Regions from separate parts of the Mus musculus genome. Here region 1 is linked to region 2. A link is a contact called in public HiCAR-type data. All regions are on one chromosome and are shown on one strand. Each heading gives the region's core, a stretch centred on a gene start, on an enhancer-like site or on the middle of the called end of the contact. The rest is flanking DNA. Distances are from core to core; before and after follow the strand shown. Region 1 holds the start of Sdhb (succinate dehydrogenase complex, subunit B, iron sulfur (Ip)). Region 2 holds the start of Iffo2 (intermediate filament family orphan 2).

Region 1 (2,700 bases), core at 124-2,623, 1.4 Mb after region 2:
GCAAGGACGCTATAAGTCAAAAAGTGGCGAAGGACTTGTCAATGGTCACATGGCCTTGAGGGGGCGATCAAGGTAACCCCCAGGGGTTCAGGCCTCTCCACACCCCCTTTAATGAGGCTACCTGGCAGAGAAGCCAGATTCAGGGTGAGTTCCCAGAAACTTGGCCCCATCTAGCCATTCCTCCTGTCATGGTAATTTCTCCAGTGTCTTCTAAAAGAGCCAGCGTGAGGAAACCCAAGACTATAAACAGTGCCCTCCTCTGCCAAAGGTGAGCGGAAAGAAATCAAATCCTTCCTCTGGTAACAAGGACCAGCAAAGTCACTGGGTGCCCCAAGAGACCAAGTGACTTGGGATACCAAGATCACGCCTGCCCAAGGTGGTCAAATCCCCAGTCAGAGGGTGGGGGGCTCTGAGAGAACCCATAAAAGGTGTCAGAAAGGCTGGACAGTGGTGGCGCATGCCTTTAATCCCAGCACTTGGAAGGCAAAGGCAGGCGGATTTCTGAGTTCAAGTCCAGTCTGGTCTACAAAGTGAGTTCCAGGACAGTCAGGGCTACACAGAGAAACCCTGTCTAGAAGTGCCAGAAAAAAAAAGCAGCTCAGGTGACTAAGGAAACTGACGAAATCTGAGGACACAGGTCGGTTAGTAGAAGGCTTGTTCAGCACACACAGGCATGGTGGCACACAGCTGTAATCCCAGCTCTCTGCAGTTCTTTACCTGTAGGAAGATCTGAAGTTGGGGACAGTGGACAGCCTGTGGGTCCTTGGTGGACAGCCTATAAGCTACATCACCCATCTTTCCTATTGTCATCTTCCTTGGGGTTAGAGAGGAATTAGGTGAGCAGCTCGCTCACTTACCACAGCATTCCAGAGGCTGGCACCAGCCACATACTAGGTACCCTTTCTGGCTGCTTTGGTTTTGGTTTTGTGTGTTTTGAGGCAGGGTCTCAAGTATCCCAGATGGACTCGACCTCATTAAGTAGCGGAGGGTGAGCTTGGTTCTCCTACTGTCTCCATATGCCGGGCATGCAACTTCTGTACCGACGTGACGTTCATCTTTTGATCACTTCAGTCACTTAACAAGTGTCCCAATCAGGTAGGGACTGACAGGTTCTCTAGATTTAGCACAAAGCTGACCAGACAAGAGTCACAGGTGATTGACAGACACCACTGCAAGTAGAGAAGGGTTAAAAATCACAGCCACCAGCAGAATAGGAAAGCCCCGCCCTCCTGGCCTCTGCCCCGCCCCTCCACGCTACCCTTCCCTCTCCCGCCCCTCAGACTCCAGAGGTCACCTTAGGAACATAGGAAGCCCAGTGGGCATGCGCCCTACGGGCCGCTGCTGCACACACGCACTTCCTGTACATTGGCTCGGAGAAACCGGAAGCGGCCTTCCACTCGTTGGCGCTTAGGCGGCTAGCGGTCCTCAGGGTGAGAGGCCGGCTTCCCACCGCGGTGTTCGACGGGATGCCGGAGGGGAAGGGGTGGGGCTGACGTCAGGAGCCAAAATGGCGGCGACGGTCGGGGTCTCCTTGAAGCGCGGCTTCCCGGCTGCCGTTCTCGGCAGAGTCGGCCTGCAGGTGAGCCCGGGAGCCGTGGTTCAGTGGGGAGCCGTGCCCGTCACCGAGGCTGCCTGGGTAGAGAGGCCGCGGAGAGGCGGAAGGAGCCCGGGTCCAGGCCTCGGGGGAGGACTTAACCCGGCATCCTGCTCTTGAGCATCCTTTCAGACAGCCATTCCGCGCTTCTCCATCACCGGAGAGAGAGGCGCGGCCGGGAGGAGGTTGGAAGAGAGAACAGAAAGACAGAGGTCTGGGAGGAGGACAGGGAGAGGTCAAGGTCATAGGATGAGCGACCTGTGGTCGGGACCCAGAATCAAATCCTGCTAGTTGTACTCCGCCAGGCTTGTGTGAAAGGGAGGCCTGCGGGGTGTCTGGGGTGGGACCCGGGAGGCCAGGTCGCACCTCCAGGTTAGGCTGGTCTGGATCGGTCAGGTCGGAGGGCGGTGGACTCTGCAAGGCAATGCACTTGACCCGCAGAGGAAGGGAGACATGAAAGAAAGCGACCCCGACCCCTTGAAAGATCCGTACTGTGGAAGTCTGCAGGCAAGACCCGGTTCCCTGAAGCGTGCTTATTCAGGGGTGTGTAGCGGCACTGATCTCATACCGCTGGCATGGGATGACAGGCAGAGCCTGGAGCTGCTTTTGTTAATAATTCTGTAGTAGCTCTGTCATAGGTCTCCCCACACGCCCTGTATCCTCGGGAGCTGCACAGTAGAAGCATTTAGAAAGGCGAGAAAAACTGCCTCTCCTTACTTTACAGATACCATTCAGTCCTCCTCTGGGCTTCTGGATAGTCCTTCACAGGCGGACAACAGGAACTCCCATTTTGTTTTGGGGGGTTTTGTTGGTTTTTTTTTTTTTTTTTTTTAGATTTGTGTGTGTGTGTATGAGTGTGTGCTTTCATGTATATGCACCATGTGCCCGTGGAGAAAAGAGAGCTGTATTTCCTGAACTGGAGTCACAGGTGGTTATCAGCCGCCATATGCGTGCAGGGAACTGAACTCTGCTCCTTCCAAAGTGCTAAGATGAATCTCCACCCTGTGATAATTTTAGTGTTGTTTTGGTTAGGTTTTGACTTTTCGGACAGTGTCTTTATGCAACCCTGGCTGGCCTGGAACTCAGAGATTCTCCGGCTTCAGCCT
Region 2 (2,700 bases), core at 185-2,684:
TACCTGCCTGCAAGCTTACGCACAAGCAGACAAGACGGACACATAAGCTAGTAACAAGACAATGGCGGTGAGAGGGGAAAAAAAGATGTGGCCGGAAGAATCTAAAACATACCACATATCTGGTTAAGAGCTGACGGTGTAAGCCACAGGCATTCAAGGTGGGGTCCTTCCCTTAGGAAGTTTGTGGTGAGGACCAAAGGCCAGCAGCTCGGAAGGCTGGGTAGAGTGTGTTTTGAGGTGGTGGTAAAGCTCAGGTCTCAGCGACCTTCTCTGTAAAATGAGGATAATACTTAAATAGGTGCCTGCTGTGAGCTAATGCTTGCAGTGGGTACAGGAGACACTTGGAGATCGCAGGGAATACTGGTTTTTAGGGTGGTAGGTGTGAAGGATAGATGGCTGAAAGGACGGAAGATGGATGGGTCCAAATAAGTGTCCTCCAAATAGGTGGTACTCCATATTGCAGCAAGGCATTCGGGAGAATTGATGGATAGACAGACCCTCTGCTCTCAGGGCTCAGCTACAGCGCCGACTGTGACAATGTGGTGATAGGTGACAGGAGATGGTTAGTCAGGGTTGTGAGGACAAGCATGTTGGGAGGCTCATTGCTTTCTCTTCCCCAGCTTGTCTCACATCCCCGCTTCTGGGTTTGCCGTGGACTAGCAGGCTCAAAGGCTGCGAGAAGCCCTGATCCTGCCTGGTAGGGGACAGGAAGGCGACCAAGGCCTCCGGAGGCTGGAGTAGGGGAGCTGGTTTTCATGCATCTTCGCACACTATGGTTGCCAGACCTTTGCAGGCCACAGTCACCCGCATGCCTGAGAATCTGGGGCAGGGAAATTTGGGACACGGAGGAAGGGCAAGCAGGTAGTCAAGCCCGCCTGGCACACTTGGTAGTGGAGGTCTCCACAGGCTGTCCACCTTTTCAAGAGGCTGCGGTGCCCGGCTCTGCCGCGTTCCCGGGTACAGTTTCGCATTCAGACTGCGTTAGATTATCTGAACCCCGCTAGGCCTGCAGCGCCGCACGCAGGCGAGGGTTTTCTGGGCCGTTGCTGGGCGGAGCTTGAGCTGTAGTCGAAAGGCTCCTCGCAGACGAGTGGCGCAGCTTGTGGGTGGGCGGAGCCCAAGGGCCGATAGGCGTGGCCGGGGCTGGAGACCTAGGAGCCGAGTCTCAGCGGGTGAAATCGCTGCAATGGGTTGAGGGGCGTGGCCTATGTCCGCAGAGGGCGGTCCAGGCTAGGGAGGAAGGCCTTCGCCTATAGAGGGCGGGCCGGGAAGGGCAGAGAGCAGCTAGGCAGGGGGTGTGGTCTGTGTCTGCAGAGGGCGGGCCCTGGAGGCGTGGTCTGTGCCTGCAGAGGGCGGGGCTCGCCGCAGAGGGGGCAGCGCCGGCTGAGAGTCCTCTGCGAGCCGCTGCTGCGGCCGGTCCACAGCAGCTCTGACAGTCGCGGCGCAGGCACCGGACCCCTCACCAGCCCCACGCAGCCACCGCGACCTCCAGCTCGTCCCACCATCTCTCCCGACGCAGCGGAGCCGCATCTGGCACCTAACACCACCCCGGCCGCTCTGGAGCCCGCGCCCGCCCTGGCCCGGCCGCGCCGGGAGCCCGGCCCCGAGCTGGAGCCGCATCTGGAGCCACGGGCCCGGGGCCCTGAGCCACGCAGCCGGCGCATGGTTAACTCGCTGCTGTTCGGAGAGATGGCCTTGGCCTTCGGCTGCCCGCCGGGGGGCGGCGGCTGCGCAGGCGGCGGCGGGGGTGGCGGGGCCGGGCCGGGGCCCTCGCCCGTAACGGCGGCGCTGCGGGACGATCTGGGTTCCAACATCCACCTCCTCAAGGGGCTCAACGTGCGTTTCCGCTGCTTCTTGGCCAAGGTGCACGAGCTGGAGCGGCGCAACCGGCTCCTGGAGAAACAGCTGGAGCAGCAGCAGAGCGAGCGCGATCGGCGGCTGCGCTACAAGACCTTCTCCCGCGAGCAGGCCGTGCAGACCGGGCCCGAGCTGCTGCGGCCGTCGGCTGCGGGAAGCGGGCAGGCCCTCGGCGCGGCCACCGGCGTCAACGCCAACGCGGTGGCCCTGGGCGGCCTGCCCCCCGGCGGCGGCTCGCACCCGCAGCACTACGGTCGCCTGCCCGGGACCATCTGGAGCTACACGCAGGTGCGGCGCACGGGAGGCGGTGGCGTGGAGACTGTGCAGGGCCCCGGCGTGTCGTGGGTACACCCGGACGGCGTAGGCGTGCAGATCGACACCATCACGCCAGAGATCCGCGCTCTCTACAACGTGCTGGCCAAGGTGAAGCGCGAGCGTGACGAGTACAAACGGAGGTGAGTGGACGCGCCCCTCCTCCGCCGCTCTCAGAACCGGCAGCAGGGCCTGGCATATGGGCTGCGAACTGCGGGAGGACTAGGTCATCTAAATCCGCGAACGAGCGCAGGGAGCGCGGGATACCTGGGCGCCGACCCCTGGGGCCAGGCACATTGTTTCCCAGGGACGTAATAACCAGCGGATTTGTGGTGATCTCATTCTGTCCACATGACAGTGCGGTGTGAGGCAGCCTTGTCCCCATACTGCAGATGAGGAAACTGAGGTGAAGAGGTACCAAGTGTCTTGCTCAAGGCAGCTTGGCTAATCCGCGGTGAAAGTCAAGACTTGATCCTTTGATGGAAGTCATGGCTGGTGTGTCTCCTAGCCTAGGTATTCCCCGAGATGTTG

The links. HiCAR-type assays count read pairs that join an accessible place to other places.
Region 1: a HiCAR-type map of astrocytes shows a contact between it and region 2, with 3 times the contacts expected there. The contact joins the promoter of Sdhb here to the promoter of Iffo2 in region 2. A contact is called at or near these places in 2 of 39 promoter capture datasets (hippocampal neurons and liver) and 2 of 115 datasets of contacts at active chromatin or transcription factors (astrocytes and embryonic forebrain).

Annotation. Positions count from the first base shown.
Region 1 is chr4:140,959,898-140,962,597 of GRCm38.p6, forward strand. It overlaps Sdhb (succinate dehydrogenase complex, subunit B, iron sulfur (Ip)), which reads left to right and starts at 1,374. Exons shown (of 8, transcript NM_023374.4): 1 at 1,374-1,579. The coding sequence starts at 1,508.
Region 2 is chr4:139,573,286-139,575,985 of GRCm38.p6, forward strand. Iffo2 (intermediate filament family orphan 2) reads left to right here and starts at 1,435. Exons shown (of 9, transcript NM_001205173.1): 1 at 1,435-2,312. The coding sequence starts at 1,663.